Linked DNA regions of Mus musculus: region 2 is linked to region 1. Evidence: chromatin contacts called from public HiChIP or PLAC-seq data. All regions are on one chromosome and are shown on one strand. The core of a region is the stretch at or near the end of the contact, and the rest is flanking DNA. Distances in the headings are between cores, read along the strand shown.

Evidence for each region. HiChIP or PLAC-seq counts read pairs in DNA pulled down with a chosen protein or histone mark.
Region 2: an H3K4me3 HiChIP or PLAC-seq map of neural progenitor cells shows a contact between it and region 1, with 44 read pairs. The contact joins the promoter of A830011K09Rik here to the enhancer-like site in region 1. A contact is called at or near these places in 1 of 39 promoter capture datasets (hippocampal neurons), 2 of 484 Hi-C or Micro-C datasets (cortical neurons and neural progenitor cells), 1 of 115 datasets of contacts at active chromatin or transcription factors (neural progenitor cells) and 4 of 9 other capture datasets (adipose tissue, embryonic stem cells, liver and 1 more).

The regions. Positions count from the first base shown.
Region 1 is chr6:138,361,171-138,367,006 of GRCm38.p6, reverse strand. It overlaps Lmo3 (LIM domain only 3), which reads left to right. Exons shown (of 4, transcript NM_001356306.1): 4 at 960-4,089. The coding sequence ends at 1,065. Among named protein-coding and RNA genes, the nearest start is that of Lmo3, 59 kb to the left of the region's middle. Within about 2 kb of position 2,661, at least 3 of the 459 cell types and tissues checked have an H3K27ac peak or open chromatin away from gene starts, as enhancers often do. A contact at or near this core is called in neural progenitor cells, where this site is marked.
Region 2 is chr6:138,421,427-138,427,088 of GRCm38.p6, reverse strand. It overlaps A830011K09Rik (RIKEN cDNA A830011K09 gene), which reads right to left and starts at 3,984. Exons shown (of 4, transcript NR_126073.1): 1 at 3,724-3,984; 2 at 1,289-1,417. Lmo3 (LIM domain only 3) reads left to right here and starts at 4,059. Exons shown (of 4, transcript NM_001356306.1): 1 at 4,059-4,648.

The DNA of each region.
Region 1 (5,836 bases), core at 1,412-3,911:
ATATATGCATATATATGTGTGTGTGTGTGTGTGTGTGTGTGTGTGTGTGTGTGTGTGTGTATACACAAATCTGGCCAGAGTTAGTTTATTGTTAAATGTACTGAAAACAGCACAAGTATTTATTTCTGACCTTAATTGTGTCCGGAGTGTTACCCACTGGGAAACTATATAAAAAGTGTATTATTAAGAACATTACAGTCTTGCACTTTAAACAGTGTTTTATAAACTAAGATGCATAATTAGCTGCTGCTAGGTGGTTTTATTTAATCACATCAACATTAAGAAGTTGATCCAGGTTACTCTCTTTGGTTTAATGAGGAGCACTCCAGGTAGTGATGTCTACTGTCATTTCCTAACTGGGGAATCTGCCGCAGAGTAAGATAGCTCAGGCTCAGGCTTACACTCGCCTCTTCCACTGGACAGCAGGCATGGGACCATGGACTTGACCAGTAAGAATCTGTGTTGTTTTAATTTTTCTCTACTGCAGGTATATATGGATCAAGGATTTCTTCTCTTTTTTAAAAAATAGAAATATTTATTTCATGTATATAATTACATTATAGCTGTATTCAGACACACCAGAAGAGGGCATCTGATCCCATTACAGATGGTTGTGAGCCACCATGTGGTTGCTGGGAATTAAACTCAGGACCTCTGGAAGAACAGTCAGTGTTCCTAACCGCTGAGCCACCTCTCCAGCCCCAAGTATTCCTTCTCGCCAATGTGGTAAGGAAAGGAAAAACTAAGAAGGGAGGAAAGGAGGGATAACAACGTGGGTGCCGAAAAATTTACCTCGCCGATCCTAGAAAATATGCATATATGAAGGTGATTTTAGACACTGTATGCACGTGTGAATTAGCCAAATAAAACAATTTTAACTTTCATGATGAAAGTAACTTCCCATGACAGTCTTTCGGATTTCAAGTAGTCTTAACACACTTTATTCTTTTTCTTTTCAGATTTTGTGTCGGAGACAAATTTTTCTTAAAGAACAATATGATTCTTTGCCAGACAGACTACGAGGAAGGCCTCATGAAAGAAGGCTATGCACCCCAGGTCCGCTGAGCCCGCAGCAGCGTCTCCCCAACAATGCAAAGCACTACATCCTTTTATCTTTTTTGCTCACGTGTATATAAGAATCAATCGACACAGGAACCTGCTGAATAGGGTAGCGGTAGGTGAGCAGGATGGCCATGTGGAGGAGAAGGTGGACTGCATCTGTATGTAGTGAAATTGCCCCCGTTCAAGAGTTGAATGTTCATTATTAAAGAGAGAAGTAATGTATATATTGCTGGATTTTTTTGCCTGCCATTCGTTTTTTTGTGTCACTTGGCATGAGATGTTTATTTTGGACTATTGTATATAATGTATTGTAAATCCAAAGCACAAATGTAATACAGTTTTATTGTGTTACCATTTGTGTTTGGTTTGCTTCTTTGTATTGTTGCATTTAGTACAATCAGTGTTTCAACTTACTGTACATTTATGCTTTCTGTGTCTGCCAGCTATTTTCAGCGAGCTGTACCTTTCTAGTAAGAATTGAAGAGCAAACCTCCACAATGACACACAGATGAAGCAAGACTATCGACGTTAGAAAGGCAAAAATAAGCAAGTAAACAAACAAAAAAGCAGTTAGTGACATCTGCTTCTTACGGCTACAACAGCTTGGTGTAGCGCCGCGTTCTTGTCATAACCCCCTATTTTCAGGGGGCTAAAGATCAGCTTTAAAAAATGATAACGATTTCAGCTTAAAGCACTTTCGTTTTATGCCAACGTGAAAAGTGCCATTCTTAAAATGACTTTAAAGCTTAGTGACGTCCTCCAATGTCCTTTACCGAGCTCCTTACCATCACTATTAGATTTATTCTACTTTTGTTTTTCCAGCCACACGCCCTATTTGAACTAGTGCCTTTGGGTAGCATGTGAACAACTTCCAAAGGGTTATTCTAAATGAGAACGGTATTACCCCAGTCACGACATAATTTAAAAGTTTTCAACTTCTTGTGTAAATGTTGTCCAGATTTCTCCCTAGGAGATGAGGGCTTTGTGTCCGTGGTTAATGAGCTGATGGCCCGGAACAGGCTTGAGGGTGCGTCTCCTGAAGTCGGGATGCTGCCCACTGAAATTCTGATGGCTGAGTCGCCCTGGGATCTGCTCACAGCCTTGGAACTGTCTGTACAGAAACCGAGAAGAGAAGTAGAGAGATTGGTAAAAAGTTGAGAGCTGCTTGGTGATGATGTATTTCGCCTGCCATTTACTTTAATCTTTAAAACACTTTGAATTTGCTGTCACACTTCCTCGGTCCCTCCTGATCACTGCCATCTTCCAACTCAGATTATGTAACACTTGGGCTAAAATCTATCCCCTTTATTATTATTATTATTATTATTATTATTATTTCATTTTGTTTTTTAATGGTGTTTCCCCCTTATTTAAATGATAGCTGATGAAGAAGAATGTTCTAGAAACAGAAACTGTGGGAAATGATTACTTAAATTGCAATTAAGGAAATAAAACCAAGAATACAGCTTCCTCTTCTGCTCACACTCTGTTCATTTTGCATTGTGCAGTGAGACCACTTTGCAAACCCACTCCATACAGACACAGTGTACCGTATTTGCTCCCAAGAAAAGTCAACACTGCGGTTTTACTTAGTTTGTTCTCCATTGTTGTACAGGAAATATCTCCCACTGTTACTTGTATTAACCATTTCCCCAGCCAGTGTCCCTGTTACAGATGGTGATTAAATGCCATCCCGACATTCTTGGTCTGGGGCCAAAATCTAATCTGAAATCGGTGCTGGTGTGGCTTTGAGTCATTTCGAAGCATGAGTTTATTAGGAGAACATATGAGGATCTTAATGTCACCTTTTGCAGAAACAAAAGGTTCTGTAAAAATTGAATAATAAGCATATTTTGTAAATGCCTCATTGTGAAGAATGTGAAACTCCCACATGCCCAAATTCGAGGTAGAATGAAGAATTGCAAAGCTGTCCTCTTGTGGTCCGCAAGACGATCCTCACTGCTCTCTCAGCCCCACAAACTTGCTTTGTGATTAGCTATGACAGTAAAATACACAAAACAAAACCTGGAAGAGAGAAGATACAGAGGGCGGGTGTGGGGGAGATGCAAGCAAGAAGTAGTTTCTAATACACAGCCCTGCTAGTTCCTGCTAATAGTTATTTAAGGTTTTACATAAAGTCTGTCTACATATTTTTCAAATGATCCTCAGTTTTTCCCATCAAAATGAGTTTTCAGATTGTCTCTGACAGGTCAAAACGTGTGTCGGTGGAAACAAACTTTTCTCAGTTTCTGAAAGCTCTTCAGCTATCCTTGCCTTGCCCAAACCAAACAGGATCTACATTGCTTTGGCTTAATTTGGGGGGAAATTGTTCACCTGGATTAAAAGCTAAAGCCTTAATCTTTTTTGATTATCTTTAATCTCCATGAAATTGTGAACCAAGAAAAGGGGTAATTTTCCAGCTGTAAGGTGTTTCCCAGCTACTTGGCCACAGTTAGTAGCATTTTTTTTTGACATGAAGCATTAAGTTAGTTTTGCTGAGAACTCGGGGCCCCTGATTTTGCCTCAATTCTTCTCTTTGTGTTGTGCAGCCCTTGTGTCATGGTATCTGATGCTGTGGTCAGACGCCTGCCACAGTTTTGATTTCTCAGGCTGGGGAAGTTGTCCTCCTAGCATCTCTGCAGGCTACTTCTGACGAGGGGCCAGTCAACCCCCATCCCACCAGCTTGCTCAGCTTAAGGGACGACCAACGTTTGTGACTTCACTTTCATCTTGCTTAATAAAGATCTGGACTCTTTTATTATTATTATTTTTTGTTTAATTTGGATTCATGTTTACAATCAATCACTGTTGATTGCGCTTAACTGGCAAAGACGAAGGTGGTCTGAAGAAAGCATGTGCTGTCCACAGGAAAATGCAACCTTATGTCCCTCTCTAAACCCAAATCCCAACAAGCCTGAGGAAGCCATAGCAGCTGCTCCTTTCCCTGAGACTGCTGGAGATTCCTGAAGGAGGAGGCTCTCTGCCATTGTACTTATGTGAGAAATAAATAAAATTGTCCGAAATGAATTTCTGGCTATGATTTTTGTGCATGTCCATATATTTTTAGTGATCTTGCTGAAAGTGACTGTGTTGCTGCTGTCAGCAGACAAATTTCAAGTTCTCTATAAAGAGAATCAAAACCATAAGCTCCAGTAAACACTGTTTTCAGGGAAGACACGTGGCACCTGGGAGGTGACAATGGAAGTTCTGGTAAGACATCCAGCCACAAACAGTTCTCTTTTAACTATCACGTTAGGCAGATCGCTCTGTGAATCATCACTTAAACCGTTTCAGAGAAATGTGGCAGGCCAAACATGCTTAGTGTTCATTTCAGTAAGTTGCAAAAACAATCTGCATGTTTATTGTACTAGGCCATTAACACAGAACACAATTTAAGCAAAAGCCTTTCCATCATTACTTTTTCTTAAAAATACCATTATACATGATTTTTGTTTTACATGTGATTTTTAACTCCATTCAAGGTTGTAGGAAACAAAGGATTGTGTGAGTCACTATTTCGTTGGATTTTACTGAATGCCTACTGTGTGTCAGGCCTTACCTTGTGTACTTGGTTACCTACTGACACAAGGAGACAGACCTCTGGTACCTGTCCTTTAAATATGTCTTTTTGAGTGTTAGCACTCATTTTCAACTTACCCATGATGAGCACACAAATATGAATCGCTTCTTCTAACGACTCAGCATGTCATTGGTGTGAAAGACTCAGAAAATATCTCAAGTAATCGATGTGTTCAGAGAATTATCTCACCCGAATTACTCATTAACTCAATAGCACATAATAAAAAAAGAACATCAATTAATTAATGAGTCACCCTCAGATTGCTTTGATTATTACTAAGCTCGGTTGAAACATTGGTTATGAATAGAGCTCTCTCCTTATTCATTGTTTGCAATTGGGCCATTATTTGGCTAAAATCAGTTTCATATTTAGCACATGCCTGTAGATAATTGTGTGATTAGTATCATAAATGAAGAATCGAGAGTGCCTGCTTCTTGTAAGACCTGGGAAAAAAATAAAGAGTGTTCATTTTCAGTACAGTTTTCTTTGAAGCCGGGCTCTTAGAAGAATGTTATCTTTCTAAAAGAAAAAAAAATGCAGCTTTGCATCTAAAATGAAGATTTAGGGCTTCCATATTGCACAGGGTCTGGGTTAGCTCTTAAGACACTTACAGGTGAGTCTTACAATGCATTTGCATATATGAGATTTAATTTCAATTATAGATCCACACAACTAATATATGCACTCCCGATACCAGATTTAGAAATGTTTTCTAATGCTGAGATGAGTCAAGGTGGATTTTTGATAACAAAAAGGAAATAGGGGAAAAAAAGAATAGACCAACCAAATATGCTACAAAGTCACAAACAAAACTTTCTCAGGCATCTTGGTAAATGCCATTCCAGTATGCTTACAGAATAATTACAACAGTTCCCCTAGGTAAGTGAGAAACATCTGTTGGTAACACATAGCAGGTGTTAACAGTTACACATACTGAACTTTTAAAAAATGTTTTTAATTAAAAGAATCTTGTTTTGTGAAAGGAGGAAAAATATGTTAAATTCAAAGATATTCCTGTTTGAAGCATCCAGATCACGTTATGCACAAAACTGTAGGGCACGAGTCACCTGCATCATCTGCGCTTTCTATTTGGCTCAGATAACTGCAATCAGTACTGAACTATAATTCATCACACTTTTTTACACAGTTGGTATTCTGTATTCTGGTCCAAGGAGTTACGCACTCATGAAATTG
Region 2 (5,662 bases), core at 2,735-5,234, 59 kb before region 1:
ACTGTCAATACAGTGAGGAGAGTGGAGTCCGGTAAGGGGGAGCTTTAGAGAGAGAGATACTTTGATATTTTGGAATGTTAGAAGGGTGAATGTGAAAAATTGGAGGTTGGGGATCTAATTACCCAACCATAATTGGGGGCTAGGGAATAAGTTTCAGTCCTCTCAACTCACCGCAGATCAATTATGTTAAGAGAACATCTGTAAGTAGAACTTAATGAGGTCCATTAGAGCCGTATGTACGGCCTCCTTTAACAGAACTTGTCAGCTTCTTGGATGAGCTGAAGGAAGCTGCTAACTAGGGACCTGGCGAGGTGTTTAAATACTGGAGGAGCCGCTCTGGCCCACTCAGGGTTTGTATGCAGTTCAGGAAGAAAGTAAGAAAGAGCAAAGCACACCAGAGCAAGGAGCAAGGCGAAGGCGGAAGCAAGAGGCTTTTTCTCTTGCGTGGCTGCTGCATCTCCAGGCGTGATGGTGGGAGAGTGTGAACAGGAGTCCTTGTCAACCTCACCCCTTCCTTGACTGACCACTTTGACTGTACCTGGACTTCTAGAGTGGGTGCTGTCTTCCGACTACCCAAAGCGACAACCTGTCTGATACTCCAACCTCCACAGAAGCATCTTTGGGACGCTACAGAAATCACTACTGAACATCCCCACACAAAAGTTATCTGTGGGGTGCGTCTTGCAAAAAGAGACGGCCGAAAACTTGAAGACTTGTTTAGAAACAGGCACACACATACACTGCTTTTTTTTGTGCAAGATCTCTTTTGAGCAAAGGTAAGTAATATATGTCTGATCACCCCCATGTAACCGTCTTCCTGCGTTCTGTGCCCCCCCCCCTCCCTCATAAAGAATCACAATAGAAAAGTCCAGGAAAAGATAGTCTACCTTCTTGGTATTTTATTTTATTTTATTTTTGTATTAGAGAATGTGGAATAGATTGAGTTAAACACTCTCATCAAATGTATAAGTAGCAGAAAGAAGGGGTAGGCAAAAGAAAATCGGGCCAAGAAGATGTAGCTCTCAATGGCAATCTTTTTGCAAAGATTTCCGAAGCATGTGTAATTAAAGTGGGTAGTTTACTCTCAGGAAATGAAGAAAGTGCTTGCCTGGCTGGATCCAACCTTTAGCTTGGCTGAGTAAACAAAACCACAAATTCTTCTTTCACTTTTTCTCCTTGGGAGGAGGGGCTGAGACTTTAGGGGTTACAGGGAGCCAGGAAAACAGGGGTTTGCTGAGGGTTAATGGTGTTTTTCACAAAGTGTCAGCAGAAGATGATTAAATTCCACCTCTTGTTCACCGGATCACTTTGTGTGCACTTGTATATTTCATTGTCGGCGACCACTGGCGATCACATCTGTGCGCATTAAGCATCAAGCCTCTTCATCTGCACGGGGGTTTTTCTGATGATTTTTTTTCTGTGAATAATTCATATGATTATGAAGAGAAAAACTGCTATTTTCTCTCTCTCTCTCTCTCTCTCTCTCTCTCTCTCTCTCTCTTCTGTGGCACAGATTAAAAAAAAATCTTGCTGTAAATTGCGTGATTGGGGAGATAGCCTGCTTTCAAATAATTTAATTCATGACAAAACCTAATTACTGTCAGGTAATACCCTGTCAGCTTTAATGCATTTCATCAGTCATAATGAAAAGAAGAGCATTTTATGACCCATCTAATTATCATTACATTTTAGGGGAAAATGAATGGCATGGAGCTGAATGTTAACTATTCCATTTTATTCTTTTACACATGTGGTTTAGCATATTATTCACTAACTTCACCCCCCCCCTCTCCCTCTCCCTCTCTCTCTCTACAAGTATGGGGTATATGCTAACCCAGAGAGGAAAAGGAGGATGGGGGGAGAGGAAGGGGATGGGATACAATTAGAGCTCTGGATAGTTGCCCTTTTTTAAGGTATCAAAGTGGTTAATGCCTTTGCAGGTTGGTGTTGATATGGGGGATCTTACTGCCACAGTCCAAAAGAGTACTAATTACTGCGAATGATGTCACCGTAGGCAGAGGAATAATCCCATCATTTAATTAGTTGAATGATTTAAACAAAGATTTGCATAGATGCACTCATCAGTTGCCATGAATTACGGAGAAGCAGTTGCCAGCGAGGGGTAACAGATCATACAGTTGGAGGGAAAAAAAACCTCATCCTCCTTGAACATAATTAATTTAATTGTCCTCATTAGCTGTGCCATTTGTTTTGATTTTATTTCTCCCTTTCCCCACACATACTTCTCCCTCCCTCCCTCTTTTCTTCTCAGTACATTGGCTGCTAAAGATAACAGGCAACACACACACACACACACACACACACATACACACACACCAGAGTGTTTTCAGAGTAGATCTGGCTGGAGGGTGGGGTAGGACAAGCAGGGAGCTGTGTGGATGTGTGTGTGTGTGTGTGTGTGTGTGTGTGTGTGTGTGTGCGTGCGCGCACGCCTGAGTACTAGGGCCAGGAAAAGCCAAAACTTAAGAAGTCTGCTTATAGACTGAACAGCTGAAGGGGTTCTCAGTAATCTTCCTGTCTGTGAATTTCGGTATTTTTCAGGTTAGTTCTGAGTTTTGTTGTCTTTGAAAGGGAGAAGAAAGCAAGCCACCTACTATTTTCTTAGGAGCCTTCTGAAGGTTGGGATTAAAAAATAAATTAGACCGGCTATGCCAGGACTTTGGATATAGGGAAGCATAATTTAACATAAATATTCAAGGGGGACTGCTTTAGTGTGTGTGTGTGTGTGTGTGTGTGTGTATATATATATATGTATATATATATATATATATAATTTGATAGATCGGATAGATAGATAGATAGATAGATAGATAGATAGATAGATATTAAAATTGATGTTACAGAAGTAGCAAAGTTTTTCTGTATTGTTTGAAGGGTGTTTTGTGGGTAGTGTTTTTTTGGGGTGGGTGGGTAGTTCAACAATTGATCCTGTCTTGGCACTGAGAGCATCACATCCAGTGTCATTCAAACTGGCACTATTTTTAAGCTTAACCTTTTGACAAGGCTTTGTGAGAGATGCTGAGAGGACCTTGATAGAGACACCAAAGTGGGCGATAGCTGAAGTTTAAAAACTTAGAAAAAGGAGATGGTTTAAAGCTACCAGTGACCTATAGAGCATCGGAGTGCAGGGAAGAGGTTAAGAGTAATGGGAAAAATTTAGAGGCAAAAATAAAAGGATGTACCCAGGCCTTAAAATAAGTGTATGAAGGCAGGGTGTAGGTGGGCAAGTGGCCAGGGGACCGGCTTAGTCCTGGAAGTCTGGCTCAGCTTCCTGGGGACTAACACTGAAGCAGGTTTCAAAGTCAAGTATTCACCTATCTGTAGTAAGTGTGTTTCAGTGGCCACTTTGGGTTCAGCACCTGGTATGGGGTACAAGTTCACAGTCTGACTCCTGGGGCCATTCGAGAGAGAGGAAAGGGTGTGTGGCACTGCCTGGCCTGAGTTTACATGACAAGGCATTCTGCACAGGGACTTCAGAGAGTTTCTAAACAGAATTCATAGCCCTGGAAACTGCAGACACCCCCAGACATTTACTAAAAGGAGGGCTGTGCAGTTTTCCAGTGTTCCCTGGTAGCACTTTGATTCCTTGGCTTTTATTTTAACTTCCTCCACTGGCACTGTCAGTAACAGATTTAGAGGGCAATTTGCTTTCATAGTCCCCATCCTATTCCAAAATGCCCCCGTTATTTTAGGAAGCCCTACCCTTCTCCTTTGGAGCTCTTTTGCAGTTCTTCTTGTGGGCGAGTCCTGGAGGTAGGGTCCTTCCAGAGTCCAGTCCTGCAGAGGTCACATTCTCTGTGTGATAGGCATGGGTGGGAGGGGATGTCCCCAGCGTTTGTCAGTAGCATATGCAATGGGTTGTGCTGACTGCACTCCCAGGCTTGTCAATTTTCACCCTGGGAAATTAGCAACAAAGCCTGGATCTGTCTCGTGGCTGCTTTTGCACTTTCCGAGGGCGGCTGTACTTGACTGAGCTGCGGAACAGACAGCAGAGACACAGCGAGAGAGAGAGAGAGAGAGAGAGAGAGAGAGAGAGAGAGAGAGAGAGAGAGAGAGAGAGAGAGAGAGCTCAAGCAAGCTAGCGAGCAAGGGAGCCAGCTAGAGGGAGGGAGAGAAGGAAGAGAGAGAAGAGGGAGGGGTGGGGGCGAGAGGTAAATACTCTTAAATCGGAAGGGAGCTGCCTTCACTGTGGATCTGACAGGCGCTGCCTGGGCTCCGAGGCGCTGTAATAACTGGGTGACCTTTTCTTGGGCTGTATTATGTCTGGCTGGGAAGGGATTGCATTTTGCGGCTGAGAGCCAGGGCTTCCTTCAGCTCGGGCTCCTCGCACACTGCTGGGGTAAGTTGTCAGGAGCCAGGACCAAGAGAGACATCCCCCGGACTGCAGTTGCCTAAAAGAAGGACACCTGTGGCTCGCATGCGGTCCACACTGGTACTTGGCGGATCCTGGAGGACCTCATTATTTTAAACTTAAAAAAATATATAGAGAGAGATTCTACCCCCCGGTTTTTTTTTTTCCTTTTTTTTTTTCAAACAATGTTTCTTTTTGACCTTTCCCAAGGAGAAGCGCTACCAAGCAGCCGCTGGGCTCATTGAACACCCTCCCCTGTATCGCTTAATTGAGAAGGTAAGTCAGGGGTTGTGTACTCACGCGTCGGCTTATTTGTGCTGTGTATGTCTGCTGGTGCGCGCGTGCGTGTGCGGATGTTGGGTGGCTTTTTTTTCTTCTTCTTCCCCATCCTCTCCCAAGAAGGCATAAAGTAAAGCTGCACCCGAACCATCCCCACCACCACTGCAACTTTCACCGGGCTGCAGGTCTGCAGAGAGGGTTTTGTGTTTGTTTGGTTCTGTTTAAATCATGGGAGGCATCATTATTTTTGTGATGAGACATGAAATAGATGTGGGGCGGAAGACGTGGATGCCGGAGGAAGAGAGTGGAGCGCGCGGCTGCAGCGCGACGCAACATCTCAAGTAGGAGTCTAGTGCATAATAGACAAAGTTCATTGGGAGCTGCAACATTCGCACACCCTGACTCTGGAAGAGGGGTTGGGACAGTTTGCAAAGGTTGGGGGCGGGGTGTTGCTACCAGGCTAAGGGAAGTGATATCAGTCTTGGGTATTTTCCCAGACCTTTCTACACCTGCTTGATGAAATGTATGCCTGCCACCCCCAAGAAAGAGTTGAAATTACAACCTTGTTTTTGTCTACACCCCTGCTTCTCCCAATGCAACCTTAATATCAAAACACTGCTTCTGTGTGTTGCAAAAGTGACTGTGTCGTGTTCAGTGGACATAGGTTCCTTGTACCCAAGTGTCTGCATCTTAACAGGGAGAGAGAGAGAGAGAGAGAGAGAGAGAGAGAGAGAGAGAGAGAGAGAGAGAGAGAGAGAGATTCAGCACATTTTAACCGGGGCTACTCAGATTGCTGTTATGAAACACAAGTCAGATTTATGATCTTTTTCATACCGAACACGATATGCTATGCTAACACTGCGTGTGACGGTTTAATCAAATCCATTTGTTACTAGGAAGCTAAAAGGGGCCGCTGGGATTTTAGGATTACAGGCAGAGTGAGGGAAGCATGTGGCTTTGTCATTCGCCATCATTTTACACGCTCCCTCGTCCCTTCCCCCACTGCCTGCC